Regions from separate parts of the Zea mays genome. Here region 1 is linked to region 2. The links are chromatin contacts, called in public Hi-C maps. All regions are on one chromosome and are shown on one strand. The core of a region is the stretch at or near the end of the contact, and the rest is flanking DNA. Distances in the headings are between cores, read along the strand shown. Region 1 holds the start of LOC100272399. Region 2 has its middle 22 kb from the start of LOC109943743.

Evidence for each region. Hi-C and Micro-C count contacts between places; a contact is called where the count stands out from the background.
Region 1: a Hi-C map of bundle sheath shows a contact between it and region 2, with 4 times the contacts expected there. The contact joins the promoter of LOC100272399 here to the enhancer-like site in region 2. A contact is called at or near these places in 4 of 25 Hi-C or Micro-C datasets (bundle sheath and leaf).

What each region holds. Positions count from the first base shown.
Region 1 is chr1:222,342,912-222,350,717 of Zm-B73-REFERENCE-NAM-5.0, reverse strand. LOC100272399 reads left to right here and starts at 3,491. Exons shown (of 2, transcript NM_001146879.1): 1 at 3,491-4,125; 2 at 4,246-5,037. The coding sequence starts at 3,734. The coding sequence ends at 4,423.
Region 2 is chr1:222,233,704-222,241,314 of Zm-B73-REFERENCE-NAM-5.0, reverse strand. No RefSeq gene overlaps it. Among protein-coding and RNA genes, the nearest start is that of LOC109943743, 22 kb to the left of the region's middle. Within about 2 kb of position 5,359, at least 13 of the 20 cell types and tissues checked have an H3K27ac peak or open chromatin away from gene starts, as enhancers often do. A contact at or near this core is called in bundle sheath and leaf, where this site is marked.

The DNA of each region.
Region 1 (7,806 bases), core at 2,242-4,741, 110 kb before region 2:
GGAGTTCTTGATTCCTTGACCTCAGGGGACGCACTTTGATGGTGTCCTTAGGGTTTTAAGTATGTTTTAGGGGTATAGTCTGGGTACAGCTAATTATCATACCCAACACCATTGGAGAGGAGTTCGTCGCATGCGAATAGGAACTGCAGCATGGCCTCAGGGTCACAAAGCATGGATAAGTCCAGGCCGGGGCCCATACCCTCCTCCTCCTCGAAGTCAAGGCACCCCGAGGGGAAGGGGAGATCAGCATACATGCTGGTGAAGGCGCTTGTGTGGAAGCTTGGTTGAAAGGGGATAGGGTTGAACACCGATGGTTCTCCCCTAACAGATGATGGAGCCGACACCTCCAGACTCGACAAAGCTGGCGCCTCCCGACCCGCAGGTGGGGGCCGACAAAGATGGATTGACTCAACCCATGGCATGGGGAGCCAGCGCTCCCCACGCTATAGGAGGAGGAGCCAGTAGAGTTGGTGCTAGGGCGACGTGTGTTGACACCGATGCTCCAAGCGTGAGGCTAATGCACGTCAGGTCCCTCACGCGGGAGTCTGCGTCATCGGCCAGCCCTGGAGCATCAACTAGGTGTGGGGCACTGCCTGCGACACTGTTGTGGTTATTCCATCTCCGTCTCTTGCGGCGAGTATGTGAATCATCTAGGCCCTTAGTGGTGTTTTGGTAATTAACGACAACTACTTGTGGACTAACAATTCTTGGAGAAATAAGAATGCAAGATTGGACCACAGGGAATAGGAAAGTCTTGGAGACATATAACCATTGGTTGTGGATCAAGTGAAGGCAAAGGTATAACATAGGTTTTGTTTTTGCCGGTCATCAAGAGTTTAGAGAAGAAATTAACCAGATTAGTAGGCTAAATAGTCGTACTATTAAGAGGGGCCAATGACTTTGATCGATATAAAACTTAGTGCCTCATAGAGCATATAATGTTGCATTTGCATGAGGACTAATAGCGCTTCGTTTTCGAGAGTCAAAGTCTTTTGTTAAGAGCAATCTAAAAATTACTGAGTTATGGGGTCGACGGACCGTCCGCGTCCCTGCTAGAGGGGTCTGCTGGAGCACCTGTCTCTGTGTTCCTACGCGGACCGTTCGACCAGGGTTGGCGGACCGTACGCGTGTGCCAAAATAGATTTGGGGTAGGGACTGTGTGTTTTTGAGTTCTTGTACCATTGACTGTCTGGGGCTTTTGCTCGGATGGTACTTGGTCCTAGGGGCGCAAAGTACGACCATGGTTAGCGGACAGTCCGCCCATGTTGTTCAATCGGGTCAGTGCTTTAGCGTTTCAAGTTGACAGGTCCCGGACCATTTGACCTGGGTTGGCGGACCATCCGAGCCTGTCTTTTTTTGATAGCACTGATAGGTTTCAAACGGGAATTATAGCCATTATTTGTACAATGGATCGTCCGACCATAGGACGCAGACCGTCCGCGTGTGGGCAGACAGTGTGCTAGTTGCACATAAAGACTAGTATTGTGTTGGGGGCTATAAATATAAGTGGAGCTCGTGTGTGATGGCTCTCTTGGCCATTCCTAGCATACATTGAGCTCATTTGTGATCTTCTAACTCAAACTCTCACACTCCTTGCTTGAGAGCTTCTAGTGCATTTGCATCCATTGTGATCCTTGAGGCACAAGGTGGTACACTGAGCAAGCTTCATTGTCATGTTACTCTTGGAGGTTGTTGCCTCATAGATGGCTCAAGTGTTGTCTCCGTCGAGTTCTCCTTGAAGATTGTGGAGGATCTGTGGTGTTGATTGTGAGGTGTTCGCGCTCACCTCACCGTAGCGGCAAAGGCAAGGCTAGTGGAATCGAGGTATTGAGTGATTTCTTGTCCACTTGGCTCAAAGATCAAGCCACATCTTGATAGAAGAGCAAGTGAGAGCTTGAATTCCACCTCAACGTGGATTAGGGGTGATCGGCAAATCACCGATACCACGGGATAAATTCTGGTGTCATTCTCTCACTCTTTACTTATTACTTTGCAAGTAGTTAGTTATTTGTGTGTTGTCTATCATTTGTAGTATTTCCATAATTGCTCATCATATTTTGTTAGCCTATCATAGCTAGGAAATTTATATCTCTTGTTGTTTTTATTAAATTTCTCTAGTGTCTTTGATTTTAGTTAAAACCTTCTATTCACCCCATCTAGCTCGTGTCCTAGATACCTACACAGGAGGACAGAGGCGGAAGTCTGGTTGCTCCTGAGCGTTAGCTAGGTGTCCAGGTGGGAGGAGCACCATGTCGTAGTCGATGCCAAGCGATATGAACTCGAGGCCCCCGAACCGATCACCGTGCCTAGCCACAAAGGGTGCTGTAGGTTGGCCATCTAGAGCCTTGATGGAAACATGATGTCTTCACGCAGTGAGCCCCTACTTGGCACGCCAATTGTCGGTGTTTTGACCCAAGCATCTCACCAACTAGTGAAATGATGTTGCGTGCCCTGGCCCAGATGTGTGATGCAAGGTGGCACAAGTTGTTTATCCTGGTTTGGGCTAGACAAAGTCCTACTTCCAATAGAGGGGGATGCGTCTTATATTACTTGTACCTAAGTGCTTGCAGTAGGGAGTACAAGTTGGTTGGGAGAGGTAAGGATCCCAAGTCCCTGAGGTTGATTGAGGCAAGTGCCAATATCGGAGTTTCTCCCCGAGGGTCAGCCCACGCTCTGTGCTACACGCGTCCCATCAGGAGTTGGCAGACGACGTGGGGGAATAATAGCCGTTGTACCTAGGCATGCGTCATCGTAGTTGGTGAAAGCCGATGGGACAGCGGTCCTGTCGCTCCTGTTCGCCTGTGACACTGCACGGGGTAGGTACGCACATTGAATGCTCATGTACCCCTGGGGCCTTTGGCTGAGGCCTGGCTCGGGGTTGTCTTCCTTGCCCGAGACGGGCTCGAGCGAGGCAGAAACGGTGGTTCCGCGGAGAGGGGGACCTCGGTCGGGACGAGAATTTCCCCGAGTACGTACATTGTCCGAGGGCAGGCTTGAGTGAGGCAGAGTTATGAGTGACCGTTGAGAGGGTCTTCGGGCGAATCGTGGTTTGCTCTTTCTTGTCCTCGGGGAATGTGTCTGACGGTGGTCTTAGGGTTAAGCGTGTTTTAGAGGCGTAATTTAGGTACCACTAGTTACAATACTCGACAATAGTCTAATTATAAAATTAATTACATAAATAAAGACAAAACGACATGAAGAATTTATTTAGTCTAATTAATTCATGATTAGCAAATATTTACTGTAGCATCACATGAGCGAATCATGGATTAATTTTAAAGAAGAAGAGGATTTTAGCTCCCAAACTAGCTCTACGAGAGAATTTAATCTCCTCCAATTTCACTCCATCTACCTCTAATCGAAAAAGCCTTAAAACTGACGTGGATCCTATGGATCCTGAAGATTCCTTTCAACGGCCTCGATTCCTCCCCGGCCTCCTTTTATCACACCCCGCCTCCCCTTCCCCTCTCTCACCGTCACCACACGCACACGGCACACACACCTTCTTCGTCCCCTTCACCCCCTGCCGCTAGCCTCTCCCTCCCCTCGGTCGTAGCCATGGAGACCACTTCCCCTGCCTCTTCACCTGGGCACACCTCCCTCCCAGCTGCTGCAGGTAGGACTAAGTAGTAAATAGCCATATACATAGGTTGAGTGGATCGTTAAGAGACGGTAGCCATATACATAGGAGTACTGGATAGTATACAAGAACGGTAGATACAGGGCAGGGGACATGATGCTGGGAAAGAGATCTGGGCGCCCGTCGCCGGCGGCGCGGCAGCACATGCGGCGGACCACGAGCATGACGGAGTTCGCGGCACCGCACGTGCTGGTAGACGTCGCGGAGGAGGAGGAGGACGAGGAGCTGCAGCTGCTGCCGGCGCACGCCGAGGCCACAGGGGAGGCGGCCGAGCAGGAGGACCCCTACGGGTGGGCCATCGGCGGCGCCGCGGCGGCCGGGCGCGCGGACTGGCTGGCGGCGTACCGCGCCCGCGCGGCGCCGGCACTGGCGGGGCTACGCCGGAACTCGGCCGACTTCTCGGCTGCCGAGACCGCCGCGTTCCTCCGCGCCTGCGGGCTCTGCAACCGCCGCCTCGGACCCGGCCGCGACACCTTCATGTACAGGTACGCGGCTGTCTGAACTGTACTGGTGTGTTGCCTTTAGTTTCTCTTTGTGGCATGCATGGATATGGATCCTAAAAACCAATGGATCTGCCGCCGCGCGCGTGCTACTGCTGCTTGCAGGGGCGACACGGCGTTCTGCAGCCTCGAGTGCCGGCAGCAGCACATCACGATCGAGGAGTGGAAGGAGAAGTGCGCGCTCGCCACGCCGCCGACGGCGCCGGCGTCCGACCCGGTGGTGCCGCTGCCGCCCAGCGGCGCGGGCTCCGACAAACCAGGCACGCTCGCCGCCGCATCCTGATTAGTCATGAGGGAGGGGGTCGGAGGCGATCGATGATCCGACTCCGGCTAAGCTAGCAGCTCTGGCCTCGCCACCACACACATCACATGCATATTATCTATCTTTCTATATATGTAATATGCTCAGATCACTCTTGCTATGTTCATCTGCGTGCTCCAATCATATCATTCTTTTTCATGGATCGGATGTATCATGTATCTAGCTGCTAGACTATGCTGAAATGCATGCATGCTTTTCGTCCATGGTGCATGCATCCAACAATGAACTATGGATCGCACGCATCACGGGACGGGAGAGACGAGGCGATTTCACGAGATCAATCCGTTGGCCGATATAGAAAAGGCCTTTATTTGCATACATGTGCTCGTCTTCACGAGCCATTTTCAGTTCTTCTTTTCTTTTCACTTTCTGCGTCTCAGATGATCTATTTCTTTTTTTCATCAGCTCAGCAAAGGTACGCCGAGTTTTAATTTCCCCCGGTTTCTATGAAATTCGGCGTTGCAAAGATATATAGATGGTTACCAGGATTGGTATGTATTTATATGATGTTCGTCACCGATGACAACCCCCCCGGCCCGGCCACATGATGGCATGAATAATATTTTATTTATGAGAAAATGTTCTGATGATTCTCACGGGCTCGTGCGCTCACGAATCTTCCACAGATCGTGTACGTTGTGTCAGCAGCACTCTCTGGACCACACACTATGGCCCTATATATGAGCACATTACCAGATGTGACAAATCATGAGAGACTAAGCTGCAGGTTGAGCTGGCAGCTACACCGACGAGAACCTTCTTCGAACGATTCTATTCTCATATCGATTGCTAGTCACTGTACGTGCCTCGTTGTTGCATCTGGGCTAACACAACCACATTGATATCTATATCCATTTCACATTCAAAGGATTCAGATGATCATATTTTAAAAAATAGTAAATTAATTATATAGCCATATACCACTAGTACAAATAAGTTCAAAGCCTGCGGCACGTTGAACTTTTCACTGGCGGTTTCCGTTATCAAACGCCAGTGAAAGAAACAGGTGGGCCCGGCTTTAAAAACCGCCAGTGGAAACCTATTTCCACTGGCGGTTATCTTAACACAACCGCCAGTGGAAATAGGATGTTTCCACTGGCAGTTGTGTTACACAAACCGCCAGTGAAAATTGATTTCCACTGGCGGTTATCTTAACTTAACCGCCAGTGGAAACATCCTATTTCCACTGGCGGTTTTTAAAGACAACCGCCAGTGGAAATCAATTTTCACTGGCGGTTTTTAAAGACAACCGCCAGTGAAGTGTATGTCATAAATACCCCTCTTCCCCCGACAGTGAACTGTATGCTCGCAGCCAACTTCCATTGGAGGCGATTTTGGAGGTCCAGAATTCACAAAATACATGGGGAGAGGTTTTGATCTTCATTTTTTGGAAGAAGATTGCTAAGAAAGGTTGGTTTATGTTGTTAATGTCAATTTTTATTCATTTTTGCTCAATTTTAGCCACATTTTGGATCTAGGGTTTCACCATTGGAGAGAGAGTGTATCCTCTCTCAATTTTAGCCACATTTTAGCCACATTTTTGCTCTATTCGCTCAAATAAAGTTGTTTAATATGGTTAGATTTTGTCTATCCTCTCTCCTTTTTCATGTTTAGTTCTCAAATCAGTTTATCCATGACATATTAAGTTGTTTAATGAATGGTTCATGTGTTGTGTGGAGAGAGAAGAAGATAGGTTTGATAATTAAGATTGTTTTTATTAGTTGCTATGAAAGTTGGTTTAATTATGTTTTAATTGCCAATTATTGTTTATCTTTGCTCAATTTTGGAACTAGGCCTTCACCATGTGTTAAAGAGAAGAGTATGGCTAGGAAAGTTTAGTTTTATGTTCCTCTTGCCAATTTTTGTTCATTTTCCTTAAATTTAGCCACATTTTGGATATAGGGTTTCACCCCTTCATCCTTCCCAACAGGTGGTGATGGAGAGGACATCCTGGATGTATAACTTATCAAGGCTAGATCCATCATACATATCCGAGGTCCATAAGTTTATTGATGTCGCTACGAACCATGCTTGGAGAACAAAGACAAAACACATATATTGTCCATGCATGGACTGCAAAAATGCTGCTGTATTTAATGACACAGAACAAATCATATCTCATCTGGTATGCCGAGGATTTATGAAGGATTACACAATTTGGACAAAGCATGGAGAGGGTAGCTCTTCGCCTTATACGACTGGAAACCCTGAGAACATCGACGACAGATTTCAGTTCGTTCACGAGACACACCAACCTCTTCCACAGAGCGAACATGTAGTGCAAAATGTTACTGATCATGGTTACGCTCGAGGAAATGAACATGATAGACCTTATGTTCTGCCAAGTGTTATGGATGAGGAAGATGCAGAGTTGCTAGAGGCAATGTTGCGTCGTCATACAGATCAATCGATGTTCTTAATGAAAGGTATGGAGTCCCTGAAGAAGGCAGCAGAAGAGCCTTTGTACGACGAGTCTAAGGGTTGTACCAAAGAGTTCACGACGCTCCGGTCTGTGCTAAAGCTGTTGATGTTAAAAGCTAAATATGGTGTGTCTGATGCTGGCTTCGATGCGTTCTTGAGTATTATCGCAGACATGCTTCCAAAGGAGAACAATGTGCCTGCTAACACGTACTATGCAAAGAAACTAATCAGTCCGCTCACTATGGGTGTGGAGAAGATCCACGCGTGTAGAAATCACTGTATCCTTTATCGAGGTGATGATTATAAAGACTTGGAGAGCTGCCCAAAGTGCGGTGCAAGTAGGTACAAGACGAATAAAGACTATCGAGAGGACGAAGAGTGTGTTGCATCCGTGTCTAAAGGGAAGAAGCGAAAGAAAGCCCAAAAAAAGACTTCAAAATCCACGAGCAAAGAAAAAGAAGTAGACTATTATGCGCTCAAAAAGATTCCTGCTTTGGTGATGTGGTACCTCCCCGTCGTCGATCGATTGAGGTGTTTGTTCGCTAATCCTGAGGATGCCAGACTTATGAGCTGGCATGCTTCTGATGAGCACAAAAACGATGGGAAGCTTCGACATCCAGCCGATGGGAAGCAGTGGCAAGATTTCAATGACAACCACCGAGACTTTGCCGATGAACCGAGAAATGTTAGGTTCGCACTGAGTACTGATGGAATGAACCCATTTGCTGAGAGGAGCAGCAAGCATAGCACATGGCCGGTGATCCTCACCATATACAACCTTCCTCCATGGTTGATGCAGAAACGGAAGTACATTTTGCTAACCATCCTTATTTCTGGACCTACACAACCTGGAGTTGACATGGATGTATTTTTGGAGCCCTTAATGGAGGATATGAAAATATTGTGGGAAACAGGTGTTCAAA
Region 2 (7,611 bases), core at 4,110-6,609:
AGAGAAATGAAATACTATCTTCTGAGTTATCTGCTTGCCATGAATCTATATCTAGTTTAAAGAGTTTAAATGATGAATTAACTGCTAAGCTAGAGGAAATTAGTAAAATAAATTCATGTGTAGAACATGTTAGTGTTTGTAATAGATGTAAGGACTTTGATGTTGATGCATGTAATGAACATCTTATTTCTATTACTAAGTTGAATGATGAAGTGGCAAGTCTTAATGCTCAACTTAAGACTTGCAAAAATGATTTTGATAAATTAAAGTCTGCTAGGGATGCCTACACTGTTGGTAGACACCCCTCTATTAAGGATGGACTTGGTTTTCGAAGGGAAACCAAGAACTTAACAAGCCATAAGGCTCCCATTCCCAACAAGGAGAAAGGGAAGGCCCCTATGGCAAGTAGTCCTCAAAGGAACCATGTTTTTATTTATGATAGGAAAATTGCTAATCGTGTTCATTATAATAGGAGTTATAATCATGATGCTTTTAATTCACATGCTATGTTTGCCTCTAGTTCTACTTTTGTTCATGGTAGAAGTAGGCCTAGGAGAAATCATGTTGTGCATCATGTGCCTAGGAAAATATGCAATGAATCTACTACTGTTTTTCATGCTTGCAACACTTCTTTTGTTCTTTCATGTAAGAATGCAAAGGTAGTTGCTAGGAAGTTGGAATCTAAATGCAAGGGAGACAAAACTTGCATTTGGGTTCCAAAAGTTATTGTGACTAACCTTGTAGGACCCAACACGAGTTGGGTACCTAAAACCCAAGCTTAAAATTCCTTCCAGGTTTATGCATGCGGGGGCTCAAGCTAGATTATCGACAGCGGATGCACAAACCACATGACGGGGGAGAAGAAAATGTTCACCTCCTATGTCAAGAACAAGGATTCCCAGGATACGATTATCTTTGGAGATGGGAATCAAGGCAAGGTCAAAGGTTTGGGAAAAATAGCCATCACAAGCGAGCACTCTATTTCAAATGTATTTTTAGTAGAGTCATTAGGGTACAACCTCCTGTCTGTACGTCAATTGTGCCACATGGGCTACAATTGTTTGTTTACAAATGTTGATGTATCTATCTTTAAAAGGAGTGATGGTTCATTAGCATTTAAGGGTGTATTAGACGGCAAACTCTACTTAGTTAATTTTTCGAAAGAGGACGCCGATCTAGATGCATGCTTAATAGCTAAGACTAGTATGGGCTGGCTGTGGCATCGTCGTCTAGCACATGTTGGGATGAATAACCTTCATAAACTTCTAAAGGGAGAACATGTGTTAAGACTAATCAATGTCTGTTTCGACAAAGATAGACCTTGTGCAGCTTGCCAGGCAGGGAAACAGGTGGGAAGCACTCATCATAGCAAGAATGTGATGACAACATCAAGACCACTGAAGCTTCTTCACATGGACCTCTTCGGACCCGTTGCCTACCTTAGCATCGGGGGAAGTAAGTATGGTCTTGTAATTATTGATGATTTTTCCCGCTTCACTTGGGTGTTCTTTTTGCAGGATAAATCAGAAACCCAAGGGACCCTAAAGCGCTTTCTAAGGAGGGCTCAAAACGAATTTGAGCTCAAGGTGAAAAAGATAATAAGCGACAACGGGTCCGAGTTCAAGAATCTGCAAGTGGAGGAGTAGCTTGAGGAAGAAGGCGTCAAGCATGAGTTCTCCGCTCCCTACACACCACATCAAAATGGTGTGGTAGAGAGGAAGAACAGGACGCTCATCTACATGGCGAGAACGATGCTTGGAGAATTCAAGACGCCCGAGCGGTTTTGGTCGGAAGCTGTGAACACAGTTTGCCACGCCATAAACCGGCTCTACCTACATCACCTTCTCAAGAAGACTTCGTATGAACTCCTTACCAGTAACAAACCCAACGTTTCTTACTTTCGTGTATTTGGGAGCAAATGTTACATTCTGGTGAAGAAAGGTAGACATTCTAAATTTGCTCCCAAGGCAGTAGAAGGGTTTTTACTAGGGTATGACTCAAATACAAAGGTGTATAGAGTCTTCAACAAATCATCGGGTTTGGTTGAAGTCTCTAGCGACGTTGTATTTGATGAGACTAATGGCTCTCCAAGAGAACAAGTTGATCTTGATGACATAGATGAAGATGATGTTCTGATGGTCGCAATGCGCACAATGGCGATAGGTGATGTGCGACCACAGGAACAAAAAGAGCAAGATCAGCCTTCTTCCTCGACGCAGGTGCATCCCCCAACCCAAGATGATGAACAGGTACCTCAAGAAGAGGAGCGTGATCAAGGGGGAGCACAAGAAGAACAAGTTATGGAGGAAGAAGCACCACGGGTCCCTCCAACTCAAGTCCGAGCGATGATCCAAAGAAATCACCCCGTTGATCAGATTCTGGGTGACATAAGCAAGGGAGTAACAACTCGCTCACGCTTAGCTAATTTTTGTGAGCATTACTCGTTTGTCTCTTCTATTGAGCCTTTCAGGGTAGAAGAGGTCTTGTAGGATCCGGACTGGGTGTTGGCCATGCAGGAAGAGCTCAACAACTTCAAGAGGAATGAAGTTTGGAGCCTGGTGCCACGTCCAAAGCAAAATGTTGTGGGAACCAAGTGGGTGTTCCGCAACAAGCAAGACGAGCACAGGGTGGTGACAAGAAACAAGGCTCGACTTGTGGCAAAAGGTTATGCTCAAGTCGCAGGTTTGGATTTCGAGGAGACTTTTGCTCCTGTGGTTAGGCTAGAGTCTATTCGAATTTTATTAGCCTATGCCGCACACCACTCCTTCAGGTTGTTTCAAATGGACGTAAAGAGCGCTTTCCTCAACGGGCCAATCAAGGAGGAGGTATATATGGAACAACCCCCTGACTTTGAGGATGACGGGTACCCCGACCCTGAGCCCCAAGAGCATGGTATGAATGCCTTAGAGATTTCGTAATTGCTAATGCTTTCAAGGTTGGGAAAGCCGATCCCACTCTTTTCACTAAGACTTGTGATGATGATCTTTTTGTGTGCCAAATTTATGTCGATGATATAATATTTGGTTCTACTAATCAAAAGTCTTGTGAGGAGTTTAGCAGAGTGATGACACAAAAGTTCGAGATTTCGATGATGGGCGAGTTGATCTAGATGGTTTGGTGGTGTTCAGGAGTTTCATGATCATCTCATGAAGATTGTGAACTCAAGTGGTAAACAGTTTTGGGTAATTCACTATGTTGTAGTAACAAATAATCAACTCGTAGAGAACATTTCATCTTTATGTGGATCAAGGGAAGCCACACTCTTGCGTGGGTTCTCGAATGAAAATAGTAAATATTATCGCCTCTAGGATACACCAGAAAAATATTATCGTGATGTTAGCCCTCTCATTATTTCGAGCATTTACTTTTGTGTAATTAAATTATTTTTATTTACATATTAGAATTGATAGGCTAGATCATACACGAGCATTTGCTTATCCGCCATTAAAATTGTGTAGGAGAGCTAAACGTTGCGATCCATTGACGACTGTAATCTTAGCTTTCACCTTTAATTTTGATAGCACCTGCAAGTGGGCAGGGCGCAATTATATACAAAAGGCGAATGATGCACATCAGACCAATTTGTTTGGAACAGGCGTGATGTGAGGTCTGACTGAGGTAGCGACGCGAACCTGAATTTGTTTAACGAACGGCAGGCAGGGCAGCGACAGGTGTTGTGCGAGGCATCTGATAATGCAGGGGCGATAGGGAGCGGGAAGAGGCTGGCATCATCATTTGGGAGATTGATTGTGTTACATATGTAATTATACTCGAGCGATTGCCTGTCGCCAGGTCAGTGAAAGCTTCACAAAAGAAAATATATAGCTATAGCATCCATCACCTAGGACTCTATGAGCGTTATATATTAGTATGTAGCATTAAACCGTGCTTTTGATGTATGGCACTTGTTTATGCTGGTATATAGTTCATTGTGGACCAAGCCTTCAATTCAACCTTGTGGTTGGGAAATCCACGGTTTATTTGCATGATGCAGGCATGGCATGGACCAGTTTGAACAAGTCAGAAAAACTAAAATGTGAGAATATTATATGCTAAAAACGATGTGTGCCAAGAAGAACAACACGACTTCATTTTCCCTTTTCCGTTCCCTTCCCTCGGCCTATCTATGTAAAAATGCTTTCCCCTTTTTATTAATAATAAATCACAGTAGGGTATGACCCTCCTGTATTCATTCAAAAAAATATATGATATGATCTGATGATCTCAGTACAGCTAGCTACAGTTCTTTAGAATTTGAGGTTCTTAGGCTGTCCACACTTATTCAGCCTTAATTTTTTACCCTAAAAAGAATATTCTATCCTGGTCAGCGAGATTCTCTACTCTATACTACAATCTTCCGCAGTCATATTTACTCTATATCTTAACTCTATACCTACTAGCATATATTATATCATTTCTTTTAATACTATTTTATCCACATCCACCAACCTTCTGCTGATCCCACACGGAAAGGACGGAGAGAGATTATCGAGTAGCAGTTGCATGGACGCTGGAAATGGAGTTCTTCTTTCCCTCCCTAAACATACAGTAGTAGAAGCAGTTCAACGTTGCAGCATTTCTTTTACTGCATATGCAGCTCTATGTTCGTAGCGCACCCTTTCGAGTCCGCCGGTGCGGACAGTCTTATATCCGTCGATGCTTGATTTCCAGCCACGAGCTATATAGTGAACACTGAACATACCAAGCGAGCTTACTTGAATGATCAAGAACATACCGAGGTGTAGATGCAGAGAACCCTTGTCTCAAATTAAAAGGAAGACAGGTTGCAAAATGAAAAATATAAAAATACAATCACACCATACGGAGAATTATGGAAGCGTAGATATTGTTGAAGAAGTGTATAAGTAATAAATTGCCTACCTTCTCCTAACAACTTGAATTTTTGGGTTGGGCTTGTTAGTGTGTTCGCTCGATCTAACATCTCGTTTGTTGCGACTTTCTCTCTGTCTGCACATGAGTGAGGGTATTAAGATTTAAAGTTAAACTAGTCAGTGTGTTCACTCTACTTAACATCAAGTTTTGAAAAAAAATAAAGAAGAGCGGTTGCAAAAATAGAAATAAAATCTGATACCAGCCATATTCCAAACTTTTAGCTACTACTGAAAAAACAATACCGTTAAATCTTGAAATATTTGATCGGTTGATCCCACAAGGGATCAAACACAAATCTGATACCTGCTTTATTTCAAGAGAGGGACCAGCTGGTAACCTTTTGGCTGCTTGGTCTACGATCTCCCGAAGTCTCAAAAACCTGCATAAATGGCCGCATAGCCCATTATCAAGGCCTGGTGAAATAATCACACGGCCCAACAACTCAATCAATCCAGCAACCATTTTCTCATCTATCTGTCGGATCTCGATGGTCCATTATCCTCAGCAATTCAGCCTCTATGCAGTGTGCACTAGCTAGGATGGACAGTGCTTCACTTCCCTCAAGCCATTCATATGGCAGACTGGCACGTCAAAGAACAAGAACCATCGGAACAAATGGCGCACAATCTACCTTGTTGATTACAAGAACCATCGGAACTACAGAACCTGAGGACTTCTAGTATCCAGCCAAACAAGAAAATAAATAAATAAACAAAATCAGTTCTTATATCTATCCATGGAATAGACTCAAAGTTCTCAGATGCAATTTTTTTAGTACTAAGAATGAGGCAGGCAATATTCAAACAGCCAGTATTACCAGAAAAATTAAAACAAAATGTACCCTATTTATCAAAACACGCTCCATAAATTTAGTGTCATTGGCAGTCCATCCATCAACTGCACTTACTGTCATTACAATAAGATCAGCTCCCATTGCAGCAGTTCGGATCTTTTTACGCCTGTGTACACTACCGGACACAGCTCCTTTGCCGAGTGCCTTAGGCACTCAGCAAAACCTAGAAAACACCCGACAAACACTTTGCCGAGTGTAACATTCGGCAAAGAACGCTCGGCGAACTGTACATCGGCAACGGCCTCTTTGCCGAGTACTTTTTGTCGGGCACTCGGCAAAGAATTTGCCGAGTGCCATTTGGTACTCGGCAAAGAAAAGTCGCTGTCACGGCGCCAAGTGACAGTGACGGATCCTTTGTCGAGTGTCTTCTTTGGCACTCGGCAAAGAGGCCAATTTTGCCGAGTGTCTGCTATCATGGCCCTCGGCAAAGATCGCTCCAGTGGGCCCCACCGTCAGTCCCTGTGCCGAGAGCTCTCGTAGGCACTCGGCAAAGGAGGTTTCTTTGCCGAGTGTCTAGTAGACTGGCTCTCGGCAAAGAGTCCTCCAGTGGACCCCTTTGCCAGTCCCTTTGCCGAGTGCGCTGGGAGACACTCGGCAAAGGTAGCTTCTTTGGCTAGTGCCTTGACCACAGCACTCGGCAAAGAAGGCTTTACCGGTTCCCAGGTGTCCTTCTTTGCCGAGTGCCATGGTCATAGCACTCGGCAAAGATACCCTTTGCCGAGTGTTACACTCGGCAAAGTGACCAGGAAGTCCCTTTTTTATTCGTTTTTGTTGTTCCATCCAAACAAACAAAAGATATATATCATTCACATCACATTATATATCATTCGCATCACAGAATCAACACATTTATCATCAACACCATATATATCACAAATATCACCACATAAATCAGGTTTCACAGCACATAAGTCTCACTAAGTATCTCACAAGACCAAGTATAACTAACATCACCAACACTCACAAATATAAGTCTGGATCATCATAAAACAGGTCATCAACGAGGTGGACATCTGGACTGGTTCGGCGAAGGGCTGGTCGAAGCGTGAGGGTTGTTCGACGCTGCCAATTGACCCTGCACAGAGAAGAGATTGCAGTGTGAGAACATATGAATATATATCATGCAGTACTAAAATTTTGATACTCACAGGAGTAGTGAACTCAGCAGGGTCAGATGCAGGGAACAACGGAGGTGGTGGAGCATGACCCTATGCGGCGCCAAGGCTCTGCATGTACGCGAACATCTCTGCCATCCTCTTCTCCAGCTCCTCACGTTGCCTCCTCTCATCATCTAGCTGAGTCTGTAATATTTCGCCCTAATGTTACGATAATGCAAAGAGAAGATATATAATAATCAATGAACGATGAATAGATAAGGAATAACCTGGAGTTGCTGGATACGATGCTGTGAGCTGTCCTGCCGAGGTCGTATGGCTGGGCTCACGCTCGTGCTCCTTGCTCGCACCTGAGATAGAGTGGGAGTGGAGGACGAGTCGATTGCCCCGTCGACAATCTAGTACCGCCCATGCCTCTTGCCTCCTCCGACCCTCATGAGGACATCTCCGTCGATGTCCTCGGTCCTCGGATCGTAATCTGGCTCGTGGACCTCCTTGGCCATGGCGGTGTACTCACTGAGGCGGTTGTGGACGACGGGGTTGGTGTACGCCTGAAAGTCGCCTAGAGGGGGGGGTGAATAGGGCGAAACTGAAATTCTCAAAAATAATCACAACTACAAGCCGGGTTAGCGTTAGAAATATAATAGAGTCCGCGAGAGAGGGTGCAAAACAAATCGCAAGCGAATAAAGAGTGAGACACGTGGATTTGTTTTACCGAGGTTCGGTTCTCGCAAACCTACTCCCCGTTGA